3 separate regions of the Drosophila melanogaster genome follow, and regions 2 and 3 are each linked to region 1. The links are chromatin contacts, called in public Hi-C maps. All regions are on one chromosome and are shown on one strand. The core of a region is the stretch at or near the end of the contact, and the rest is flanking DNA. Distances in the headings are between cores, read along the strand shown. Region 1 holds the start of hyd (hyperplastic discs). Region 2 holds the start of Sptz (Spastizin). Region 3 holds the start of Ada2b (transcriptional Adaptor 2b).

Region 1 (3,368 bases), core at 281-2,780:
GAAAATAAGAAGACCGAAGACAAATGAACTAACCTTAATATCTCAATGAACTTTTTCTTCCTTTCACGATAATGCAATTTCCTGTTTCTGACTCTTGATGGGGCTCTTGTTTTGTCCAACCAATCATAAAGAATGCGATTCGTACGAACCTTTCCTTACACAAGTGCTTTGTACGTTATGAAGATGACTTTGGCTCGTTTTGGATGGTCGACGATAATGAGTTTGTCAAAAGGCGGCACTTGTCGAGAGGGAGACCCCGGAAATATGAACCGTCCTCCTCCCCAAATTCATGCCAATCCGGCAATGGTGTGCCCACTGATAAGAATCCCTGCGACAATTGTACGCAACATTGCACTAGTTTGCCACCGGGTGCTGATAATCCTCTAGATTCCAATAATCCAAATGATTTAGGCAGAATTGGTTGTCTTCCCTATTGCGGTAGTGATGGTTTAAGTAAAGCGTCCAAGGACTATAGCAATATGGACTCGGGTATGATCGAAAGTAACAGCCACTTGACAATCGATGAATATTCTACTAATATGTACGAGAGTAGTGCCAATGAGCACAATCGATAAATAATATATCATTAACTATACATATATTTAGATGCATTGTCGAGTAATCTGCGTTTGGTAAGAAGGTTCGGATTCGGAAATTATATCTGTACATACACATGGTTCTATGTATAATTTCCCAAATAGAAATGAAAAAATACTTTTAAAATAAATTTCACTAATGCTATAAAATAAACGAAAGAACTACGTTAAATTATTAAAGCAAAATTAATGTGTTTAAACTTGCTTTAATAACTCCACTTATAACACGATTTTAATATACGAGTACAACATATATGAATATTTTCACTTTTCAGCAAGGGAGAAAACATTTAAAAGCTATAGCTTGATAAAATTTTAACAAAACTGTTTTAAAAGTCACAATATGATTTTTTTTTAAGGAAACTATTTTCAGGTATACCTTCTGTTAAAAATCTGGACCCTTGAGAGCTTTAGATTTGGAAACTCCTTAGTAAACGTATATGCTTTTCTGCTGACTTATCTAATTTCCTTCTAATTTAAGATCATTAACGATACTCAGTGACCTAAATAAATTCCTCAAATATACAACAAAGTGAACAAACTGAATTTTATTTCTAGTTCCTAAGCAAACGGTTTACGCGACGTAAAAGCGGTTAAATCGGCTTCTCAAAAGTTTGTCAATCAAAGTTTTCTACCAATTCATTATTTTAAAGCGGTCTTTAGTATATTTTAGTATATTCTATTGGAGATTTTTTGGACTGCCACTATTTAAGGAAAAACAACCGATAAGAATGGACGCATTCGTGAACTTCTGTATCTTAAATTTAATAAAATATATACAGCCTAAGTACACATATTGTAGTCAATGTCAATTTAATTTGAAAGTAAAGTTTTTGTTTACCAATAAATTTGTTTGGAGAATGTATCGATACCGTCGAATTTTCCGGCAACCATCGATACAGTCGGGCGGCATCGGTTTTCGTCCCAGCTCTAGCCAGTACGGTCACTCTGAAAGTCTCTCAACGTTTTGTGACATGAAAATTCAACGAGGACACTGTGTACATGAATAGTTGAAAAATTAAAATGGTTTCCATGCAATTTGTTTTGCAACCGCTACCGGGCTCGGACGATCAGTTTATTGAAAGGTAAATATAATCCTCGCGTACCGCAATTACGCACATGTGAACGCGGAATTCCGTGTAATTGTGTACGTACGGCTGCATGTATTTGTTATGTGAAAATATGTAGGTACGCAGCTATATGTATACGCAGGAAGATATGTACATATGATCATTAACGTAAAACGCGAGCCACAGACACTGGCGGACTTACCTCATCTAGTGCCGTCCACGCGGTTCTGTAAACATTAGCCGCAGAATTTGCGAAATGCACTTGCGTTTCCCACTTTTCATCCACAATTAATTCTCTAACCATTCGCATATGTGTGTGTGTGCGAATGTGTGCGACATGTGAACGGTAGCATGTGTGAGTGCATGTGCATACATGCTGATTAATTTGTTCATATTTAACTATTTGTGCTGAGCAAACTATTGAAATGTTTATATTATAAGCTTCTCGAAAGAAGCTTGCAGAAGTCCATGCTTCCGACTAAAATGTACAATGTTACAAACATGTTTTCACATGCTTGATTTGTACATTATATTTCGCCGAATGTCGCTCTTTCAGCACATGGCATGAAATCGTTCAGCGTTTTCCATAACCCAAAACCTTTAAACGCCAAATAATCGTAACACCGGCTCTTTTTCTTCCTTGGTGATGTGCACTTTTCTTAGAAGCTTTAAATTTTCCAGTCGTCAATCATAAAAAGTCTGGCAAGGCCAGAAATCATCCATAAAATGCACCCTACGCTTAGGAGATTTAGAACATGCATCGACTTGCTCGTATTCTTAATACATTTTCTCCCATTTTAGGATTCGTGAAGTGTCGGATAAGGTGAACCGATTTGGTTATGGCAGCCATCGCATATTCGAACAGTTGAAAATTCCAGTGAAGGAAGTCGTCATTGGTCCCGCGCACATTGGAGTTTTACTGGAGGATGGCAAGGCATTCCGCGTGTCCTTTTCTATAAATTCTGAGAAACTTGACTTGACCAAATCAGACGCAAAATGGTAAGCTTAATGGTGTACCAGTTACATAGATTCGAATGTTTGTTGATTGATGTTTATTTATAGTTCCACCAGTGGTGGCAGCGGAACGGCCAGTGCTTCGAAAGCCCCATCCTCATCCCGACCGATGGCCCGCTCAAGAGCACGCCTGCTGCGCGCAACAGGTCGCTCCAATTCCACCGGACAGGGGTCCGGATCTCGTAGCACAGGGGTCATCATTGGAGGCAGTACATCGAGCCGACCCTTAGTAACAGTTCCGGCTACATATGTGCCGGAGGAGCTCATATCCCAAGCAGAGGTGGTTCTACAGGGCAAGAGCAGAAATCTCATAATTAGAGAATTACAGGTAAATTCATCGATACAAGAACATCTTATTCGTGTAATATCATACAATTCCCTCAATAGCGCACCAACCTCGATGTTAACTTAGCTGTGAACAATTTGCTTTCGCGCGATGATGAAGAAGCTGAAGATACCGAAGAAGGTGCCGATAATTACGTGCCCGAAGACCTTATCTCCCTGCTGGATAATGGGTTCAGTGGAGATAACAACAGCGTCATCATAGATCCCTCAGATGGGCTTTTCTCGGAGGAGATATTTAGCAACTACTCCAGCATTCGAAAGTAAGTAATTTTAAATAAACACAAAAACCGAATTAAACTTATTGTTTTACATTTGGCCAGCTTGCTGTTCGATCGCATTCGTA
Region 2 (3,368 bases), core at 444-2,943, 1.7 Mb before region 1:
TGGTGACAAACGCCTTGAGGAAGGTGAACAGAGCGTGCAGCGAGGCCGAGCGGCAGATGAATCCGTAACGCGTGCGCTGGCTGTGAACAGCGGTTGGACGTGGTGGAGAGGCAACGTCATCATCGACGTACTGTTCATCATCTTCCTCGTCATTCTCGCCATCTTCCCCTTTCCGCTGACTGTTGGGCTCAAGCTGTTCCCAGCGAAGAAAAACCAAGAGGAAGATGTCCTCCAACAGCGAGCACAAGGCGCCCAGCTGATGCAGCTGCCTTAACTGCACGGAAAGCTGTACCAACTTGGTCTTCGTCGTTTGTTCGCCTTGGTCGAGGACCACATCGTACACATGACAGAGAGCGGTGTAGTAGCTCAGAATCTCCACCTCCTCCTGGTGGTGACACTTTAGTGCAGGGGTCAGCTGCTGCCATTTGTAAGTATCTTCAATCAAACGGTGTAGCTCTTGGTGCTTGAAATGAATACCATTTTCATGGATCAAGGGCAGAACGCCTGGCGCCCGCAGAAGTGCATCAACTCTTAGCGTTTTGCTTATCTCCCGCGGACGCAAGAAATTAAGCAAAGTGGACAGGCGTTGAAAGTCAGCATAGAAAAACCCGTGAACTTCCTGCAATTTCTCAGGCACAGCGCTGACATCGAATTCCGCTAGCAATTTTTCCAGGCATCCCAGCTCTTCCAAAGTTTGCGAGCCCAGAGCAAACTCATTGGCGAGTCGAAGGATAAGCAGGTTATTCCTCAACGTGACATCCTGAAAGCACTTAAAGTCCTTGAGATGTTGGCACACGCTGGCTACAAAGTGCTCCCTTTCGTTGAGAGCCAGCCACAGGACCAAAAGTTTAGTGGGCGCCGCCTCACTACACTGCGCCCGCATGGTCAGTTGCTGCTCATGCAACAGATCATCCAGGAGTTGTCCATCGCTGCGCGCCAACATGGTCAGCATTAAGTGTTCACTGGTTATGGAATCAACCACTAGACGAGTCATCAATTTCTGACGAAGTGTAGAGGCCTCCAAAACGCTTGCCGGAAAATTGGCCAGCACACAAAGGGAACGCGGCGATGCGACATCGCCATCTAGCAGCTGTCGAAGCAAGGTGGAAATTATTTGTCCAATGTGCAGTTTGGACCGTTCGTGGAGCAACTGTAGCAGTTGCAGGGCGGGATAGGGCGACGCCTGAAGCACGGTTAGCAGGGCGTTCTGGTGCAATTGAATGGGCCCGGAGGACTTGCCATTGAGCCACTGGATAAAGATCTGTAAAAAATGCATATCTTAGTATATGGATATTTGTTGGTTACCTTAGCTTACCTCAAAGATCTGCCGCTGATCCTTGGGCAACAAGTTTAGCAGCTGCTGCATATTCTCCTCCTGCTGGTCCTCCATTGTGGGACACCTGTGGCTCCTCGGGAGTGCAACGTTCTTCTAATCTCTGCTGATTCACTGGTACTAATGCTAGTTCATTGTTCAGACTGCTCTGTTCTGAATTGGGGCTCTCCGCCAAGTGATCTTCCACTGCTGATTATCGGGATCTATTGTGTTACAGCTCGCCTTTTGTTTCCACTGCTGACCGACTAGCAGCTGTTCTGGCTTCAGGCTTCGGCTTCCACTGGCGAGTGATAAGGGAGGCCCACATATTATCTCGCAGAGCTTGGAGTCGATCAAATAATCCGACTCCGTCGATCTTCGGAGCAGCCGACTGCAAAAACAAAGAATTTAGGTGGCGAACGGTTGCCTTGCCAGTGATGAGAACAAATCGATAGCAATCTGCAAGTCGAAGTGCAGTTCATGCGATTTGGAGGGAAAAGAGCTAGAATAGCTGGTGTGGAATAGCTGAATAGTTTCTCTTAACAAATTAAGTTTTCGTGTAAGTATGTTAAAAACAAAATTAAAAACAAATAAAATCAATATTTTTTTTTCCTAATTTTTCCATTCAAGGTGACGCATCACTAAGCGCCCATCTTTCGCCAACAGCTCATCTCTATCCGACGTGCACTGAAATTCAAACTTGGCGCCCAACCAAATCTCACCCCATGAATTCTTTAATTGGATTAGACCAAGTCCACGGTAGTCGGTTCTCATATGCTAACTAGTCCGATTTCGTCATCGCAGGGAACAGCATGGGCATGAAATTCCAAAGTAAGCTTCCTGGTGCTGTAAACAACTGCATCTTGAGGGTTTTTCCTTGCAGAGATCCTGGTTTTGGCTGGTATTGTAATAGGATTCCTCTCCATCATCGTTGTCCTGGCCGGCACGCTGCTTAAGAACTCCGTACCCAATGTCTTGGCACCAGTGGAGCGGCACTTTGCATTTGACTACGTGATTGGTGAGTGGTTGATGTGCATAAGGAAGTAACATTACTATATATGTACATATACTATACTATATGAACTGATACCATCCAGTGGGTGGTGGAACTGGAGGCAGCACACTTACCTCGCTACTGGCCAAAAACAGCAATGGGAGTGTTCTTCTCATCGAGGCAGGTGGTCAGTTTGGCCTCCTGAGTCGGATTCCCTTGCTGACCACCTTTCAGCAGAAGGGCATCAATGACTGGTCGTTCCTTTCTGTGCCACAGAAACACTCCTCCAGAGGTCTCATTGAACGAAGGCAGTGCCTCCCGAGGGGCAAAGGACTGGGTGGATCCGCCAATCTGAACTACATGCTGCACTTCGATGGTCATGGACCGGATTTTGATTCCTGGCGGGATCACCACAATCTTAGCGATTGGAGCTGGGCCCAAATGAGATCTTTTATGGCTGCCGCCAAGCCCAAGAACCCAGACATGCTCGAAATTCCCCGTCGCTACTCCAAATTAACTGAAGCTTTGGAGGAAGCGCAGGCGCAGTTTGCCTACAAGGATTGGATCTTTAGACGCTCATTGTATAATATTAGGAATGGTTTGCGTCATTCGGTGGTACAGCAGTTCCTTAACCCGGTCATACATCACTCCAATCTGCGCCTGCTGCCGGATGCTTTGGTGAAACGGATTCAACTTGCCCCAAGTCCGTTCCTCCAAGCCACCTCGATTCTCGTGGGGATTAAGGACGAGGAGAACAGGGAGAAAGAATTTAGCATCGAGGTAAGAAGAGAGCTAATCCTCTGCGCTGGCGCTTACCAAACTCCTCAGCTCCTGATGGCATCTGGAATTGGAGACGTGTCCGCCCTGAAGAAACTTGGTATTCCCGCTCAGCATAGCTTGCCTTTGGTGGGCCACAACCTGCACGACCACTTTAATCTTCCGCTTTTCGTATCGATGGGAGTCACTGGACCCACACTAAACCAGAACACTCTCTTGAATCCCATGACCTTGATCAACTACCTGAGCTCTGGTTCGGGACCCTTGGGGAACTTTGGAGTGCTG
Region 3 (3,368 bases), core at 585-3,084, 1.5 Mb after region 1:
GCAAATTAATACACACCCCAATAACTTATCCGCACCCACGAAAACGATCTTCGCCAGTAGCAGTAGCTGCAGATCCAACGTCACCAACAACAGCAGCCATCCCGAAATCGAGCACAGTGTGTGCAATCATATGCATATTGTTGGGCTGAGCGCCGCCAAAAGCCATGTCAGCACCTATTCCAGCTTCACCACACCAGTGATCCCCGCCAAGCTTAGCCAATGTTTAGACGCTTCCCAAGACGATGACGATGAGCAGCGAGAGTTTAGAGACAAAGACGAGACACCGAGCACAGCGAATCGGTTCCCATATCCGAGTGAGTATGGTGCAGAGTTTGTGGCATCTGCCGGCATGTTGGTCATACTGTTGCTAGTTGGCCATTGCCACAGGACCTTGAGCCCTCATCGCGCCAATGCCCATGACAAAGACACAAAGACTTTACATACCAAATTAGTTGATAGTTATGCTTTAGGACTACTCGCTTATGCAAATTTTGAGAGCCCATCCATCGCGGCCGCCTGCTTATGAGTCTCGATGCTGGGAGCAGGCGGTTCAGACGGATCTGGACATGGATCTGTTTCCGTTGCCAGTCGTCAATTATGACGACTGGGGTCGCGCCTGCGCTGTGACTTTTCCTTAGTTCCTTACGCAAGCGAATTCAAATCGAACCGTATCTGTGAAAATCGTGAATCTCAAACTCTTGAATGTCCTCGAACAGTATTGTTAAACATACTTCAGTCCCTAGGATCAGACGCAGGTGCGACACCAAAACCGAATTTGGCGCTCAAATAGACTTATTTAGACGTTTTTAGGTACTCGAATTGATAAATTTTGTTGGCCGTGTGCGTGTTTTTGAAAAGCGCAGCTGCACAAGTAACTTGCCATATCTGTTTAAGATCTGTTAACCCATTTTGTATCGTGTAACTCGTTTTGTTTTTCTCTGGTCCAAGCTAACTAGCAAGAGTAAACTAGCAACAATGCCACCAAAGCCACATGCAACACAAACTAGTCCTCACCGCCCACTGAGATATCTGGAACCCATAACAATTCGGCTACTGCTCGGTGTAAGACAGCAATACTAACAATAATATAAACGTATTCACCATATGAACTAATCGAATAATCAACTATTTATACAGCGTAGCCTACCCCAAATCCTTCCCAATGATTGTAATGATTGTAACCTACAATATCTCGGCAGTCCCACGCCCTATTCATGTTAGATGTAAGCAACCGAAATATTTTTCGGCAGTTATTACTTTTACACTTTTTGTTTGAAACAAAAGATATTTACCCATTTTATATTTTTTTTGTAACTCAGAATTTAGCTTAAGTTTTTAATCCTGACCACCGCTTAAATTTACGTATCGAACTGCATTTAAGCACATGAGTTTTTTATATTTTTATTCAGCACCACGCTACAAATGTTTCAACCATCACATATTCGTATTTATGTTTACCTTGTTTTGGTTTGATATGCACTTCTTTTATTTTAGTTTTATTTTATATATATTAATATTATTTTTTGTGATAATTTAAAAAAGGCAAAACACTCGAATTAAACTTTTAAAATAATTAAATAAACTACTATCAATATTTAACGCATAAACATTAGAGTTTTGAACATGTGCCTAATGTTTGAAATTTGTATTCTATATTTAATGTGTTGGTACTTTTGGTAAGTAGTATAATTTAGAAATTAACTATAATTCAGAGATTCAACAGAATTATGAAAATTAGCTAAAAAGGCTTTAAGACTAGCTATATAGGCGGCACTGTTCCGATGAACTGGTTCGGTTCGTTGGCCGTACATATAAGAATTCTCAGTAGAGCAATATGGCGTTGACTTCGCGTCTGGTCACATTACTGGCATAGGTTTTTTTCGCACAACTCATAATTGTCGTGAAAATCCAGGTTTTGGCCCAAAATGACCACAATCGCGGATTTATTCACAAAGTATAATTGCACAAATTGCCAGGATGATATTCAGGGCATTCGAGTGCACTGCGCGGAGTGCGAAAACTTCGATTTGTGTCTGCAAGTAAGTAACTCACACATACACGCCGTCGAGCGACGCACGTATACATGTTGCAGTAGGGTGGTTCGCTCTTTTTGAGGTTCTAGATACTTGTATATAGATTTGTAAATAATAAAAATCAGTTATTTTAACAAAATATTCTTGAATCACCCTCTTTGGATGGTCAAACTAATGGCCATATGGCCTCAATCCTCTAAATTAACGTCACCCAGATCTTGACAAGAAAAATATTTGCTTTAACTTTTTGTTAATTTAAAGGAAATTTGTTTATTGATTTTGGTAAATAGGTAGACTATCGTAGTTAATTTAATTAAAAATTACTTCCTTACGAATTAGCAGTGTCATTTTTATTTAGTTAAATGCCATAAATTAAAAAGAAAAAAATGTCAAAATAAGTGTCTGAATCTTGTATTAAAAAAAGGCCTGACAAAGCGTAAATTTAGGGAATATGAAATATGTTTCTGTTTTAATTTCCTAATCAAATTATTTTTATCGAGGAACTATTTACACGTTTTCTTTGTCAACATAATCGACCCACCCTGTTACACCCACACTCGTACAATCTAGAGATGCGTCGCCAATTTGGAACCAAAAACTGACTCATCTAGACATTCAAATAATACATACACACAACCGGCAATTTCACCATATTGATTAAAAAACAGCTGACTCTGTATTTATATTGTATTGTTTATTTTTTGCGCAGTGCTTTGCCGCAGGTGCGGAGATCGGCGCCCATCAAAACAACCACTCCTACCAGTTCATGGACACCGGCACTTCCATATTGAGTGTATTTCGTGGAAAGGGGGCGTGGACGGCACGAGAGGAAATCCGCCTGTTGGATGCAATCGAGCAGTACGGCTTTGGAAACTGGGAGGACATTAGCAAGCACATTGAGACGAAGTCAGCGGAGGATGCCAAAGAGGAGTACGTGAATAAGTTTGTAAATGGCACGATTGGAAGGGCCACTTGGACGCCGGCCCAGAGCCAGAGACCCCGCCTTATCGATCACACTGGAGACGACGACGCTGGTCCTCTGGGCACCAATGCTCTCTCTACCTTGCCTCCACTGGAAATCAACTCCGATGAGGCCATGCAGCTGGGCTACATGCCCAACAGGGACAGCTTTGAGCGGGAGTACGATCCCACGGCAGAGCAACTGATCTCGAACATCTCATTAAGCTCCGAGGATACGGAGGTGGATGTGATGCTTAAGCTGGCCCACGTTGACATATACACCCGCCGACTCAGAGAGCGTGCTCGCAGGAAACGGATGGTCAGGGACTATCAATTAGTATCAAATTTCTTCCGAAACAGAAATTACGCTCAGCA

The links. A called contact is a pair of places that touch in the nucleus more often than the background predicts.
Region 2: a contact with region 1 is called in a Hi-C map of the Kc167 cell line, with 2.2 times the contacts expected there. The contact joins the promoter of Sptz here to the promoter of hyd in region 1. A contact is called at or near these places in 2 of 107 Hi-C or Micro-C datasets (the Kc167 cell line and wing imaginal disc).
Region 3: a Hi-C map of the Kc167 cell line shows a contact between it and region 1, with 3 times the contacts expected there. The contact joins the promoter of Ada2b here to the promoter of hyd in region 1. A contact is called at or near these places in 2 of 107 Hi-C or Micro-C datasets (the Kc167 cell line and wing imaginal disc).

What each region holds. Positions count from the first base shown.
Region 1 is chr3R:9,723,777-9,727,144 of dm6, reverse strand. hyd (hyperplastic discs) reads left to right here and starts at 1,530. Exons shown (of 19, transcript NM_079572.4): 1 at 1,530-1,681; 2 at 2,468-2,665; 3 at 2,729-3,008; 4 at 3,068-3,285; 5 at 3,346-3,368. The coding sequence starts at 1,620. It overlaps FoxP (Forkhead box P), which reads left to right. Exons shown (of 7, transcript NM_001260082.3): 7 at 132-1,125. The coding sequence ends at 575.
Region 2 is chr3R:11,420,417-11,423,784 of dm6, reverse strand. It overlaps Sptz (Spastizin), which reads right to left and starts at 1,693. Exons shown (of 8, transcript NM_169389.3): 1 at 1,316-1,693; 2 at 1-1,261. The coding sequence starts at 1,390. ninaG (ninaG,) reads left to right here and starts at 2,092. Exons shown (of 6, transcript NM_141813.2): 1 at 2,092-2,143; 2 at 2,196-2,330; 3 at 2,410-3,368. The coding sequence starts at 2,125.
Region 3 is chr3R:8,238,981-8,242,348 of dm6, reverse strand. Ada2b (transcriptional Adaptor 2b) reads left to right here and starts at 1,834. Exons shown (of 4, transcript NM_001275438.1): 1 at 1,834-2,039; 2 at 2,743-3,368. The coding sequence starts at 1,926. It overlaps CG9636, which reads left to right. Exons shown (of 4, transcript NM_141517.4): 4 at 1-1,602.